Regions from separate parts of the Mus musculus genome. Here regions 1 and 2 are each linked to region 3. The links are chromatin contacts, called in public Micro-C and promoter capture Hi-C maps. All regions are on one chromosome and are shown on one strand. Each heading gives the region's core, a stretch centred on a gene start, on an enhancer-like site or on the middle of the called end of the contact. The rest is flanking DNA. Distances are from core to core; before and after follow the strand shown. Region 1 holds the start of Trip10 (thyroid hormone receptor interactor 10). Region 2 holds the start of C3 (complement component 3). Region 3 holds the start of Mydgf (myeloid derived growth factor).

The links. Promoter capture Hi-C pulls out the DNA fragments that hold promoters and counts their contacts. Hi-C and Micro-C count contacts between places; a contact is called where the count stands out from the background.
Region 1: a Micro-C map of embryonic stem cells shows a contact between it and region 3, with 5 times the contacts expected there. The contact joins the promoter of Trip10 here to the promoter of Mydgf in region 3. A contact is called at or near these places in 1 of 484 Hi-C or Micro-C datasets (embryonic stem cells) and 2 of 115 datasets of contacts at active chromatin or transcription factors (microglia and pancreatic cancer cells).
Region 2: a contact with region 3 is called in a promoter capture Hi-C map of liver. The contact joins the promoter of C3 here to the promoter of Mydgf in region 3. A contact is called at or near these places in 2 of 39 promoter capture datasets (both in liver).

What each region holds. Positions count from the first base shown.
Region 1 is chr17:57,248,015-57,250,773 of GRCm38.p6, forward strand. It overlaps Trip10 (thyroid hormone receptor interactor 10), which reads left to right and starts at 1,437. Exons shown (of 15, transcript NM_001242389.1): 1 at 1,437-1,557; 2 at 2,728-2,759. The coding sequence starts at 1,534. It also overlaps a transcript of Gpr108 not described here.
Region 2 is chr17:57,226,708-57,229,450 of GRCm38.p6, forward strand. C3 (complement component 3) reads right to left here and starts at 1,429. Exons shown (of 41, transcript NM_009778.3): 1 at 1,249-1,429; 2 at 1-175. The coding sequence starts at 1,328.
Region 3 is chr17:56,182,657-56,185,356 of GRCm38.p6, forward strand. It overlaps Mydgf (myeloid derived growth factor), which reads right to left and starts at 1,264. Exons shown (of 6, transcript NM_080837.2): 1 at 1,083-1,264; 2 at 9-59. The coding sequence starts at 1,235. It also overlaps a transcript of Tnfaip8l1 not described here.

The DNA of each region.
Region 1 (2,759 bases), core at 187-2,686, 1.1 Mb after region 3:
GGACGCACTTCCTCTCCCACCCCTCACTTCCCCGATACCCTGCTCCCGGCCAGAAGTGGAGACTTAGTCAACGTACGCGTCTATGAGCTTACCTTGTTTCAACTTTGCTGGGCCACCGAAAAGCCTAAAATTCTTCGCACTATGCTGATCTCTAATCCTCGGCTGAATGCCGCTGTAGGTCCTACCTGAAGACTCCGCCCTAGGCGTAACCTTGCAGCAGCTGAGTTCCCTACTTCAAACTGAAACATAGGCTCCTCAATTCCTACTGAGTCCTCAGATCTGGAAGAGTCCCAGCTGCTGGATCCTAGTTGTAGCTTGCAACTCTTAATTAGATTGCTGACCCTGGCGCGAAGCTTCCCACCGTAGTGTGATACCTTTTTCGTCACTGGGACTCTGAGTCCTTCTCCACCCTCCTCCACCATCCCTCTACCCCACTTTACATCTCAGAGCTTAGCCCACAAGCCACCAGCAGGTGGGGCCAAGGCCTATTGGAGCCTCAGTTCCAGCACTGGCTCCAGGGCGTCTTTCCTCAGAAGTCTAGACTGCTCTTCTAGCTGCAACACAATGGTGTTTTGACACTTGCGTAGCGGCGGAGAAAGCACCTACAGCCAGGGAGAGTGGGGTGGGAGCCAACAGGGCCTCTTCCCTTTTATCCGGGAGCCTTAAGGGGGTTTACAAGGCGTGAAAGGACTTTTATGATTGGGAGGACCCGAAATCCTAAGCCCCAGGGTCCCAGAATCTAGAGGCAGTTCTGATTTGGGCCTTACATACTGAATGAGGCTGGAAAATGTGTAGTCAAGTGCAAGTGCGCGGTGCTGTGCGTGCATGCGTGTGTGTGTGTGTGTGTGTGAGTGTGTGCCTAGCCCAGAACGGTGCCCAAAGGACAACCTGTCCTCTGTTTCTCAGAGGAGACTCTGGCGGGAAGGAAGAGAAGTCAGGATGCGGTGGTGTTGGGGGGTGCTAATGGACCTGGCCTTGGCTGGATGTGCATCCTGGGCAAGATCGAAGTCATCCCATCTCTGTGGCCGGAGGGAAACAGACTATTAGTGAGACGAAATGGAGATTTCTGGAGCCGAGTAGGTCCCCGCAAGAGCCTAATGACCAACCACAGATTTTCCCTGCCATGGAGTGGGGACACGTGGGAAAGACTGCTTGGATTTGGGGTTTTGATCTCTTGACCCTTTATAAAAAAAATGCGAAGTTGAAAGGAAAGGATGAATAGTTTGGGATGGCAGAGGAGAGAAATATGGGGTACAAATTTTGAAAATTAATCGAGGCGTACTTTGAGGTGGCGCATGGCCCTTTAATGGGGGGCGGGGCATCATCTGGACTCCGCCCTCAGAGCCCCCCGCTGGGGGCTCGGCAGAGTAGAGGCGTGGAAAGGCACGAAGGGGCGTTGTAATCTAGGCTGGTGGGCGTGGCCTGGCGGCGGGGCGGGGCGAGGTTGGGCACACTGCCCTGGGGCTGAGTCTCCGGTGGAGGGCGGCGGAGACCCGGGCAGGAGGCGGTGGCGTCCTGGGCGGCAAGAGCAGCATGGATTGGGGTACCGAGTTGTGGGTGAGTCTTTTTCCCCAGTTCCCACGGTTCTCCCTTGCTGGGGTCCTGGCTTCTCCGCTCTTTGTCCCCGAAGTACCTTAGCCCGGACTCCACGCTTTCCCTTGCAGCTGATCCCTTGGGTCCCCGCCCTCTGCCCTCCGCACTCACTCAAAAGTTCCTTTGGGACTTTCAAGACGCCCCGAGGACGTAGGGATACTTTGCCCAGGACCCGCATAGGGAAACTGAGGCACAGAGTTGAGAGGAAGACCATCTGAAGAAGTCCCTGGACCAGGCCAGGGAGGGGGGACAGCTGGGTGAGGTCACCTATTTTGAGCGCCCTGGCCTGGCTTGGAGGCTAATCTTACGGCCCCTGGGTCCCTGCCCGTCGCCCGCCTGTCCGGCTGGGAGGGGGAGGGGACCCTTTGGTCACCTTCTGTCCCACGTGGGGCCTTACCGGGTTCCTTCCCCGCTTACAATTGGAACGCTGAGGGGGAGGGGAAGGGGCTATAGGACTCGGCCCCGGGCGCTGGGCGGAGCCACCCCTTACCCGCCTCTTAACCTCACCCAGGAAGCCCTAGAAGTTTCCCTGAATCCTTGTCGGACTATTGACCCCTCCTCTTTCTGGAGGCGGTGCAATCTTAGGATGTAGTGGGGGTGAGCCACTATAGTGGAGGCATCACAGAAGCAGGGGAAACTGAGTCACTCAACTGAGGATCCCGGGGGATCTTGGCGAGTGGGGAAATTTGGCCATAGAGGCCCCCCGACCCTGCTTCCACGCACTTTGAGCTGCACGAACTCATCCCTTCTGTGCCTGATTTTTGTGCCAAGCCCTCTTGATTTTTTGGAATTTGGAGGGGATTAGAGGAGGGGTGAGGGAACTGGCGTGGTTTAGCCTCCTTCCACACCCTTGCTGGCCACCCCGATTCCGAGAGACCCTGCTGTCTGGTTTGGGGCCCTGGCCGTGTTGTCCAGGCCCTTCCCTGGAGGAGGACATGGGGGTTCCCGCCAGCTTCCTGCCTCCCCTGCGCCACGCCGGGGCGGCGCCTGGGGAAGCCAGCCAGCCCTTGCTGGAACCGCTAAGCCCCGAGAGATTGTCCACCCCACCCCACCTCCGCTGTTCCGGGTCGCTGGGATTTCGGTGCCTCCTACCCAGGTGACCCTAACGTTCCCCAATCGCGCTCCTGCAATCAGGATCAGTTTGAGGTGCTGGAACGCCACACGCA
Region 2 (2,743 bases), core at 179-2,678, 1.0 Mb after region 3:
TCTCAGATGTCCACTGGCTCCTGTCAACACTGTCTTCTCACTGGTCAGCACTTGCCTCTTTAGGAAGTCTTGCACAGTGACTGTGACTGGGATGTCACCCTGAGCATCGTGGGCCTCCAGTACGATGGTCTCTTCGCTCTCCAGCCGTAGGACATTGGGAGTAATGATGGAATACCTGACCGTGGGGTGTGGGAGCAGATGTCACCTCAAGGCCTGAGACTTCAGCCCTCACTCTGGCTGGCCCAGTCCCTAGTTCTAGCGTGTTCTAGTTCTCAGTGCTGGAGCAGATGCCTGGATCCACGTCCTCCCCACACAAGAAGGTACCAAACCACAGCCCACTTTCCCTTAGCCACTAGAAGCTGTCTTTTCCTGGCTTCAGCACTGGGTACCAGCCATAAGGACTTTGCTTGTACTGAGAAAGTGCTCTCTCTACCACTAAGCTATACCTCAGCCTCTCCTCACTTTTCTGTTTGGAAACAGCATCTCACTAAGTTGTTCAGGCTAGCCCTGAACTCACTCTGTAGCCCAGGCTTGGCTGGAATGTGTACACTTCCTGCCTGGGCTTCCAGAGTGGACAGGATGACAGGTCCATGTAATCAGGCCCAATGCTGAGCTTGGCTTTTGACAGTCCACACAAGGGCTATAGACCCCAACAACCCTCCAGTCCTCACATCTTAAAACTTACCATTGCCTAAACCACAAGACATCACAGACACCATAAATCTATAGACCTTCTTCTTCATAAGTAGGCACACCAATGCTACAATACCTGAGTTCTATGAACATAAGACAACCCAAACACTCACATTCTCTCTCTTTCTCTCTGTTTGTATGTATGTATGTATGTATGTATGTATGTATGTATGTATGTATGTATGTATGTCACGTCACAGGAAGATGTCCGGTGTCCTGTTCTATGCCCCTCCCTCCCCACACCTTGAGTCAACATCTCTCTCTGAACCTGGCACTGGGCTGGCAGTCAGCAAGCCCCAGTATCTGGTCTCCAGCCCCACAGTGTGGGGTTACAGGCTCTGGAGGCCACTCCTGGCTTTTCTGTGGGTGCTGGGAGTTTGAGTTAAGGTCCTTATGTCCATGCAGCAAGACTTCATACCCACTGAGCCATCCTCCAGCCCCCAGCACAAATTCTTAACATCCCTGTCTCCCCCCAAGTGGGTGACTCCTAGGTGACTCACCTAGGTGACTCCTAAATTGTATAAGAAACTGCACCCCCAAAAGGTAACTACTTACATGGGGATCCCCAGAGCTAATGGGGAGCTGGCCAACAGCAGCAGTAGCACTAGTAGCTGGGACCCTGAAGCTGGTCCCATAGTGAAGGAAAAAGGTGGAAGGAATGAAGGGGTAAGGGGCAGGGGTGGGCAGAGGCGAGCTGGGGCTGTAGCCGCTGGCTCTTTATATGGCTCTCCTCTCTGGTCCCTCCCTGTTCCTGCACCAGGGACTGCCCAAAATTTCGCAACATAGTTTCCTAAGCTTTTTCACAAACCTGGGGCAACAAGCCTTGGGGTGAGTAACCCTAGGCACATTTCCATTACCCTGGAGCTTGAAAGTACCTGCTTGGCTCAGGCTTTTCTTGGGGTCAAGGCCAGATGCTGAACCTGGGCTGGTCCCTGTTGTACTTGGTTACACCAGAGACCATTGAAGTCTAGAGTGACCTCCTCCCACACTTAGCTGGGTCCCAGTAACCCAGCACTTCTGGATGGCTGGTTCTCCCTACCCCCAAGGTCTTGCTAAATCAGTGGGTCGAGACACATTTGGCATTGCATTATATATCCTGCGTATCAGTATTTACCTTACAATTCAGAACAGTAGCAAAATTAGAGTTGTGAAGTAGCAATGAAATAATTTTATGATTGGAGGTCAGCACAACATGGAAGGGTGGCAGGTTCAGGAAGGTGGAGACCACTGTGCTAAACAGTTCTGAACTCCTACCTCTACCTCCTCAGTTGCTGGGCATTACCCAAGCCCTACTTATGCATTTATAATCCAAGTCTTTCCTATGAGGAGGATAAGGGGTGAGGGCATGTCCCAGCCCAGAGTCCCAGCTCTGTGGAGCATTTTCTGAAGTGGGAAAGAATTCTGGTTTTTTGAGGATCTGGGACGGTTTCTTGGCAGTGGGACAGTTAAGCTTTGGTTTTGAAGGCTGCCTAGAAGTTCGCCCTCCGGGGGGCATGCTTGCTTTCTAGGGAAAAGAATGAGGTGGACCTTACCTACCCTGTCACTCAGGGTGGCTGAATGACTCTGGTGGGCTTTGAGAGTCATGGAGGAAAAGCCTGCTCTTGTCTCTGCCTCTAGGACTTGTCCTGCCCCTATATTATCTCTTTCAGTTGTGTTGGTTTTGTGGTTGTAGGCAGATAATGATTCACAATGCTTAGTTGGTTTTTTTTGTTTGTTTGGTTGGTTGGTTTTTGGTTTTTTAAGACAAAAGTACAAATAGTGGCTTTAGAATACAGCTCAGTGGGAAAGTGCTTCCATACTCAGTAGCATAGGATTGATTCTGGTGGCATACATCTGTAATCCCAGCACGAGATGCTGGAGGCAAGAGGATCAGGAGTTCAAAGTCAACCTTGCTATGTAGCAAGTTAGAGGCCAGCTTGGGCTACATGACACCATTTCTTTTCTTTTTAAAATATTTATATGTATGTGTTGGAGTGTTTTGCCTGTATGTATGTATGTATGTATGTATGTATGTATGTATGTATGTATGTATGTATGTATATATGTATGT
Region 3 (2,700 bases), core at 14-2,513:
GAACTTACCTCGTTGGTCCCTCCTTGGGAAGCGTAGGTGAATGTACATGTAAACTTGTTCTGTAGAAGGAGAAATAAAAGGAGGCTGAAGAGCAAAGATCTCAATACTCAGAACCAAGACCCTAGCATACTGGGCATGGTCCTGTATGCACATCATCTCTGGTATCCAGGAGGCTGACGCAGAACTGGGAACTGGGACATAAGCTAGCCTGGGTGACTTAGCAAGGTGCTGTCCCGATGTAAAACAGATCAAAAAGGACTGAGATATACATCAGCCCCTGCCCAGAAGGTCAAGGGTTGAGCCTGTCCAGAATCCAGCAGTGAGGGGTTGGGAGGGTGACTCAGGGGTGGAGTCCCACCTAGAATCCCCTAATGAGGAGCTAGGGATGTGGCTCAGGGGTGGAGCCCCTGCCTAGGGCGGGGCAGAACCCTGGCTCTGCCGATGTGAGACTCTAGGTTCCATCCCTCAGTACACCCTCCAGAGGCCACCAGATCTCTCTCCTCTCAGGAGCTCAGAACTTTGCTCAAATCACTGTGATTTCCTAGGAAGGTCAAATGGCCTTCAGCAATCATCCCTAGAACATCACCTATGAGGTCAGTACTCGGGGCTCCTGTTAGATACAAGCTTGTACTGCTTCCTGCCCACAACACAAACCTGCCAGAAAGCACAGGACTATAGTAATGGTCTCAAGAAATGGTCACTAGGGACACCGCTGTCCCAGAAGCCAAGCTGGGGCGGGCAGAGGCTAGGCTGACTGCTGGCTCGCTGAAAGGAGAGGTGATGGACTCGTGTAAGGCTTGGGGGGTGCTCCCGCTCTAGTCCGGGTTCAGTGAGTAACCCACGTGCGACCTGTATAGCCAGTCCCCTAGATCCGCTGCTCTTATCAACCAGTATTCCCTTTTCTACAATGAGATGGGCAAGGGGAAGTCGCCTTGCAGGTAGGGAGTGACTGACAGAAGACAGACGAGGCAGCCAGGTCCCTTCTTCAGGTAACCCTGCCTCTGCCACTCCACCCGGTCTCCAGGACCACCTGATCGGAAGTCCATAGGCATCGATTCCCGGGCAGGAGGCTTAGCACGTACCCCGGGTCCTACGTCCTGGGAGAACGAATGCACGACCCCTCCGGGCCTCACGTCAAATGGCACGGTGGTGGGCTCGGACACAGCGGCGGCCAATTTCAGCGCTGCGGCCGCCAGGACCACCGCAGTCCAGAAGCCTCCGCTGGGGGCTGCCATCTTGCTTCCGGGGCAATGCGCAGGCGCTCGCGAACGTGGAGTGACACGCGCGGGACACGTCAGCGCCGAACGGTGACAACGTCGCCCCGCCCGATTTGGCTGCCATGGTGGGGCGGGACTCGACTTGGCACGTGATGCACTACAGCGCCTCTGATTGACGCTCGCGGATGCCTGGAGGGCGACTTCGTCTTGGCGCTTGTTTGGGTTGGAGTTTGCAGGTAACTTTTGCCTCCCCCCCGGATATTTTTATATCTCACTTAAATGGGCTCCCGGACTCACTTCAGGACAACATGGGGGTTGACAGTGTTTAATTTTGTTAGATTATCCATTTGTTAATAAATATGGTTTATTTCACTTTTATTTGTCCTATTTTTTTGGTTTTGACGAGACAAGGTCCTGGAAATCTCTCCAGGCTAGCCGGGAACTCAGAGATCTGCCTGACTCTGCCACCTGAGTGCTGAGATTAAGGCGTAGGCCTCCACCACCACCTGTTGATTGTTTTTTGTTTTGTAACATATTTTACATATATGTGTGTGTGTGTGTGTGTGTGTGTGTGTGTGTGTGTGTGTGTGTGTGTGTGTATTAAGGTTTGTTTTTTGTGTTTTTTTTGGTGGGGGGTCTCTGTAGCCCTGGCTGTCCTGGAACTCACTCTGTAGACTAGGTTGGCCTCAAACTCAGAAATCCACCTCCCTCTGCCTCCCAAGTGCTGGGATTAAAGGTGTGCGACACCACTTCCCGGCATATTTTTCAAAAATATTTTATTGTGAGGGCTGCGGTGATGGCTCAGCAATTAAGAGCACTGGCTGTTCTATAGAGGACCAAGATTTGAAGCCCAGCACCCACATGGTGCTTTACAACTTTAACTCCATTTCCAAGAGATCCGATGTCTTCTTCTGGCCTCTGCAGGTACCAGGTATGCATGTGGTACACAGACAGACATGAAAATAATATAATAATAGCAATACTTTAAAAGTGAATTCTTCCGGTTTTGCAGCTTCCTATAGGTCACAGGTGTTGCTATGCTGTTACCGGACCTAGAGCATGCCTGGCCAGCCCTCTGCTGCTGAATAATTTTCCCATCTTTCCACTGGCCAGCGAGATGGAATAGTGAGTAAAGGGCTTGCAGCCATGACTTCAGCCCTGGTCACTAGATGGTGGTAGAACTGACTCCTAAAAGCTGTTCTCACTACATGTGAATTGGGGCAAGCAGCCTTGCACAACAGAAAATAAGTATCTTAAAATTAGACTCTACGGCTAAGTGATCCTCTATCTAGTTACAAGTACCTCATTTCCTCTCAAATGGCTGCTGATGCCACCTTAGCCTGCCCCATCCCAGTCCTCCTGTAGTCCCTGAGCGGTGCACCACAAAAGCCATCAGAGTAGTGGCGGGGTCCTCCTTTCCACCCCAGCCTATGGGCTGCTGCAGTAAAGTGTCCCACAAGTGCTGTCAAAAGTGGCAGCACCA